2 separate regions of the Sus scrofa genome follow, and region 1 is linked to region 2. The links are chromatin contacts, called in public Hi-C maps. All regions are on one chromosome and are shown on one strand. The core of a region is the stretch at or near the end of the contact, and the rest is flanking DNA. Distances in the headings are between cores, read along the strand shown.

The links. A called contact is a pair of places that touch in the nucleus more often than the background predicts.
Region 1: a contact with region 2 is called in a Hi-C map of fetal heart ventricle, with 2.2 times the contacts expected there. The contact joins the promoter of FBXO40 here to the promoter of GOLGB1 in region 2. A contact is called at or near these places in 2 of 47 Hi-C or Micro-C datasets (fetal heart ventricle and heart right ventricle).

The regions. Positions count from the first base shown.
Region 1 is chr13:138,903,644-138,906,993 of Sscrofa11.1, reverse strand. It overlaps FBXO40 (F-box only protein 40), which reads left to right and starts at 1,584. Exons shown (of 4, transcript XM_021070277.1): 1 at 1,584-2,043.
Region 2 is chr13:138,752,948-138,756,245 of Sscrofa11.1, reverse strand. GOLGB1 (golgin subfamily B member 1) reads right to left here and starts at 1,443. Exons shown (of 23, transcript XM_021070274.1): 1 at 1,413-1,443.

The DNA.
Region 1 (3,350 bases), core at 335-2,834, 150 kb before region 2:
GAAGGGGGAGGGCCAAATTAAAGGTATGGGATGAATAGATACAAACTCTACAAAAAATAGGTAAGCAGCAAGGATATGGTGTATAGTGCAGGGAATTATACCCATTATTTTGTAATAACCTATAAAGGAGTATAATCTGCAAAAATACTGAGTCACTATGCTATGCAATTGAAGTTAACGCAATACTGTAAATCAGCTATACTGCAATAAAAAGAAGATGCAATAAACTAGGATAAACTATCAAACACTTCAACTTCAAACTTATCAAATCCTCCATCTATAAGAAATCCAAGCTAATACGACATTTATTGGTGAAAGACTGAATACTATTCCCCTCAGATCAGAAACAGGGAACAAGTTAGGCAGTGCAAAAAGGCAAGAAAAGGAAATAAAATGTATCCAAATCCTAAAGGGATAAGTAAAAATATCTTTATTCACAGAGGACATGATCTTATATCTAGAAAATCCTAAGGGATCTTAAGAAAACTATTAGAACTAATAAGCAAGTTCAGTAATTTTTAGGACACAAAGATCAGTATACAAAATTTTTACAATTTCTTTTTCTTTCTTTCTTTCTTTCTTTCTTTCTTTCTTTCTTTCTTTCTTTCTTTCTTTCTTTCTTTCTTTCTTCTTTCTTTCTTTCCTTCTGTCTGTCTCCCTCTCTCTCTCTCTCTTTCTTTCTTTTGCTTTTTAGGGGCACGCCTGCACCATATGGAGGTTCCCAGGCTAGGGGTCAAATCAGAGCTATAGGTGGCAGCTTATGCCACAGCCACAGCAAGGATCCAAACCACGTCTGAGACCTACACCACAGCTCACGGCAATGCCAGACCCTTAACCCACTGAGCTAGGCCAGGGGTCAAACCAGCAACCTCCTGGTTCCTAGTCAGATTTGTTTCCAATGCACCACGATGGGAATTCCAAAATGTTTATGATTTTCAACCTCTAGTTGCTCACCCCAAATAAGTTTACCTTTACATGAATATATATGCAGGGAAGAATCCAGAGGAAAGGGGAATTCAGCATCTGTTAATTACAGCAGACTTAAGCATATATTTTTTCAGTCCATACATTCAAATAACAGCATCACTGACCACTTGATATGTGCCATTTCACAATTGGGAAAACTGAGGTAGAGATTTGTTACATAACTTGGTCTGAGACACATATCTAGAAATTAGCAAAGCCAGAATTAAATATTATCTTTCCTCAGAAAATAGCAGAATGAGTTCCTTTGAAGCAGGGAGCTGGCCTGAGAGTTACAACAGTAGTCTTTCCTCTGGCTCTTCCATCAGCAAGCAGTGACTTGGACAAAAAATTTACTTTCTCTAAATCTCTGTCTCCTCATCTGTAAAACGGGAGAGTTGGGCTAAGCGATAGCTCAGCCTCCTACCACCTCTAATTCTCTCACACTGGATTTAATCTATGCCTGATTTCTGAATTACAAACTCCCTTTCCCAACCACAGAGGAAAGGAGAGGACAGCCATTTACTTGTCATAACAAGAAATAGGAGAAACAGAAACAGGACCACACGTCACTTGCACAAGTTGCTGCCTCAGCCAGTGATGGGTTTAGGTGAAAAGCATGGTTATAATTAGAGCAGCAGCCTGTCCAGAGGGCTACACCAGCCACTGCGAGCACAGCTGGATCTGCCAACCACATGCACAGGAGTTTGAGAGGCTGCTCTGGCCTTGAAAACAGATCCTTCTTTAAAGGATTTTCATTCTTCCTCAAGGGAATGAAAACCCATTGATATAAAACCCCACTTGCCTTCCGGCTTCCCCTGCTAACTGCCCCTTCAGCAGACAGTGTTGATAAATACAGGGGAAAGGAAAAAATCGTAAGCTGAGCCTGGTCACATTGCCCCTTGTGATATAGTTTTATTTTTAACTTTGAAACACTTGAACTATTTCTGTTGAAGTTGTTTCTCCTTTCCCTACCTCCTCTGCTGCAGCTGATGCACAGCCAGCCATCTTCGGCAATCTACTTGCTCACAACCGAGGGACGCAGGTGCTGCAGATGCTGACTCAGTCCGGGCCATTAAGGTAAGCTTTTCAAATGTGAGCAGGTCTGGGAAGGGGACATTCAGAGTGGTGAACATGGAGACAGAGACGGAGCTGCACATCACTGTTTTGCCCTGAGCCAGAAGGTTGTTAGGCAAATTAGTTATGATGGGGGAGAAAAGGTTGGCGCTGAGAATGAGACCTAGCCATGTGTAAACTCCTGCTTTGAATCTAAAATCTTAGAGCAGGAAGAGATGACCTGCTTTCTAACAGCCACGGTTCTTTTTCTACAATTAAATGTAACATTATGTGGTATCTCTAAAGTTATATAGTAGTGATTGGGTGGAGGGGGCGGTTAGGGTGATGGGGAAGAAATAGGTGGGAGGCCCAGAACCCAGGATTTCTATTTTCTAAAGTCCAAACGTTGTGATCTTTCCCCCTTTGGCATTTGCTATGTTAACTGCAAGTCATTCTCCTGTACTTTAAATTCCAAACCCTATGTCAGCTACCGGTTGCATGTAACACAATTGTGTTTACTCTATATACTACATAAACTCCGCCTACAGAGTTTAAAGCCTGTTTTTCTCTAACAATATTCCCTACACAAGGTTCTTTCCTCCCCAGCTCTCTTGATCCAAAATGCACCCATGAAATAAAAGTGAAAGTATTTTACAAGTTGAAAAACTTCTACAGACATGCAAACCAAAAATTATTACAAACTTGAAACTTGCTCATCCAGAGGGACAGTGGTAAAATGATTAATGATACCTGAAGTATCAAACACTTTCAAGTGTAGATTGATTATTTCTGGCTTTGGTCATAACTGCACGGTGCTGCATGTACAAATTAGGCAAGGATAAGGGAGCAGTGTTTATTTTCCTGTTTTCCCCTGGACCTCACTTTAGGGTTATATAGTTAAAAGTTCAGCTAAGGACATCCTGGGAAATGGCCTGTGCCGCAGAAGGGATTCTGCACACTCTGACCTTTGCAGTGTACAGCTAAAGGCACCAATGCCAAATAAAAGGAAACCGACCCAGATGCCCTAACTCCTGGTTCCTTCCTGCCTGCCTCTGTAACTGCCAGACGCATCCCATAACTCTGTCAAAGTTGTCTAGGTTATAATTATGCTTGTTGGCCAGGCATAATTAAATACACTGTGTATAACTGCCTAACTTCATTTAATTTTGTGAGGGTTTTCACGGCACGAAGGTCTTCAAGGTGTGTTTTGGATACTGTCCTAGCAAGACGGGGGGCATGTTGGCTTAGCTGCAACCAAGCAGACAGGCTGACTCAGAGTTACCCCTAAACAATGTGGCTAGTTTGTACTTTCTTGGCCTGTATAAAACTGT
Region 2 (3,298 bases), core at 194-2,693:
ACATACTTATAGTGTTATTCATATATTATTTATAATTGAGTATACAGTATTTAGAGGATAGTTGCTCAAATATGTATTACTGATAGTGCAATTAAAAATACTTGGAAAGTACTGATGTACTCGAACAAATTTAACAAGCAAAGAGGAAAGCATCAAATGGTCATTCCATGGTCAAAGAATAAAACGTAAAAGCTGTGAAACAGTCAGTGTACAATGTCTGCAATTTTTGAATTCTCTTCAACTCTTCCCTATATCTATTCCATGACCATATCCTGTCACTTCCAAAAGAACACTTACTGATTTTGACAGTTCATAATCATTCTGATCATCCAAATTTAATTACTTCGTGCTTCTGAAAAGGCCTCCAGCCTTTCTGTAGTGAGCTCTCTAGTGCTATCTTGCACAAAACTGTGAGATTCTTTAAAAGCTCGGAAAGCTTCCAACTGTTTCCAAAAGTGAAAGTACTTATCCAGCGATCTTTAAATATCTCTGCCCTACTCTTAAATTGTCTTCTCCCCACAGACCAACTGAAACTCTTCAAGTCAGACAAATATATTCCTCATTTGTCGAGGGGGGTTATCTACCCCTAACACTCCTACACACCAACCTGTTATGCAGAATAAACATCCTCCATTTTCAAATCAAATTCTTTTTCCTCCAGAACTTTCTTCAGGGTTCCCTTTCCTCTAATAACCTCCCTCCGATTCCTGGGATTTTAGTCTTAATGGGATTGCAAGGATCATCCCTCTCTCTGAACCTCCCCAGCAACTCAGTAGCAGGATCCAGGATCCTTCGACAGACCCACATTTGCGTTAATAGCGCCAATGTTTCTGTGATCTCCGCCCTCAAGACCTTGGATTTGTTTGGCTCCCGCCTCCCCTTCCAGACACTAAGTTTGTTTAGGGCCTGACCGCAGAGGGGCCGGGCAGGTTCTCTCCGACGTCGGCTGCTGCGTACACAGGTCGGCCTGAGCAGGCTGCTTAGGGAACGAGGCTGTGCGGACAGGGCTGACCCGAGCGCCTTTCTCCGCCTATCCCAGAGGAGAAAAGTCCAAAGGAGGGGGCGGACAGTGCATATGTGCCTGGAGGCCGTGTAGGGCGACCCTGAAACCATCCGGCGGCGCCAGCCGGCGAGTAAACAATTGGAACCAGGCCCTGTAGATGAAGGAAGGTGGATTAAAGGGCCGGATCCAGGACTAAATCAGGAGAGGCGGGACAGGGAGGGGACCCGAGTGTGGCTGCTTCGGCAGACCTGCGGGCCTTGTGGTGGGGGTGACCGTTACAAGGCTCAAGGAAGGGAGGAGTTGGGGAGTATCCCCCACTCACCTGGAAGAGGTTGTTGCCGGAGGCTCCAGCTGCCCCCCTCCCAAATTTAAGCCACGTCAGCTCGGGAATCCCGTACACGACACCCACCTCCGCCGCGCCCCGCTGCCGGACTCAACCACTCGCTGTTGGGACGGAAACTGGGATTAGGATATGGACCAATCAGGGCTATTGACAGGGCGTTACCAGGGAGACCAGGCACGCCTTGTTTGTACCTAACCCGTCAACAATGACCGAGACCAATCAAAGTCAGGAAATGCTCCGCTTCCTCAAAGAAACAGCCAATAGACTCTAAAGAGTGGAGGAGGGGTGGAGTCAGACCCGAGAAAGTGTTCCGGAAGAAAATTTGGGGAAGAGCCGGAAATGCCGGGAGGGCGGGCCTTCTTGGTAAGGTCAGGTGTTTCCAAAGTAAAGTGGCTGCGCTTATTGCTTCTGATACCTCCGCGGGGTTGGTCAAAACTGATCGACATTGTAGCTTGGGCTTTCGCGGAGACTCTGCACTGCAGAAACCAGCTGCCATTAGGATTGCTAAATGAGCTGTGAGGAGGGTATAAGAATGTGGGTTTTGGAGTTCCCGTCGTGGCGCAGTGGTTAACGAATCCGACTAGGAACCATGAGGTTGCGGGTTCGGTCCCTGCCCTTGCTCAGTGGGTTAATGATCTGGCGTTGCCGTGAGCTGTGGTGTAGGTTGCAGACACGGCTCGGATCCCGCGTTGCTGTGGCTCTGGCGTAGGCCGGTGGCTACAGCTCCGATTCAACCCCTAGCCTGGGAACCTCCATATGCCGCGGGAGCGGCCCAAGAAATAGCAACAACAACAACAGACAAAAAGACAAAAGACAAAAAAAAAAAAAAAGAATGTGGGTTTTGCTCTTAGAGTCATAAAATATTAGACCGGAAAGTAGGACATCTAATATGACTTTTTCATTTTACTGATGAAAAATGAGAACCAGATTAAAGTGACTTTCACAAACAGCGACTTACTAATGTGACTCGGACTAGGTAGAACTTGGCATCTGTATGAAAGGATCAGAGATGTTTCTAAGGATTTGAGTTAGAGGGAAAGTAGTGAATACCAGAGAATGCCTTTTAATAAGTGGTGTCAGAACTGGCCCTTAAGCAGGTGAGGGTTGAGGGCTCTGGTACTGGGACAGGAGTCAGTGAGGTGCTCCAGTAACAGTCACAGAGCCTCTAAGGAAAGGAATAAAAGTAGCCAGCTCCTGTGATATCAGGGACTCCCTTGACAATTAGTATTATTTGAATTTATTGAGACTTACTGTGTGTCAGGCACTCAGCCCACCCTATGCATCCTCGTGCTAATGTTTATTACATAAATCTTTGTGGATCAAACATCAGTAAGGCATTTTCTGGTGACCATCTAAATTGTAGTCCCCTGTAATTAGTGTGTACTGTTCTTGGACTTGGCGATATAGCTGAGATCAAGGGAAAACAAATTCCTGCCATTTTGAAAACAATAATTTAGTGAGGAGAGAAAAAACTAAACAGTTGGCTCTTGAACAACACAGGTGTGAATTGCCCTGGTCTAAGAAAACACTGATTTTTTTTCAATAATAAATACCATAATACTGCACTATCTGGCCTGTGGTTGTTTCAACCCATGAATACAAAACCACCTGTAATGAAGAAACATATATAGGGATAATGGACTAGAATTTATTCTGGGATTTACCATTTTAGGAGGTCAGTGCCCCTAATTCCCATGTTGTTCAAGGATCAACTGTAATATGGTAGATGGCAAATGCTTAGGAAAAATACAACAGAGAAGGGGTATAGTGGCTGCAGGGGACTGTAATTTTAGAAAAACAGACCAAGCGTGCTGGCTTTTGCTTCATTCTCTTGGACTTCTTAAAACCTGGAATGTACAGAGCAGCACTTCCAGGGCCCAACATGAGCCGAGGCTTGAAGGGCTTCTGCAGGCTCTCGGAGAGATTTTATTTGAGGTCAGTAAGCAAGGAAT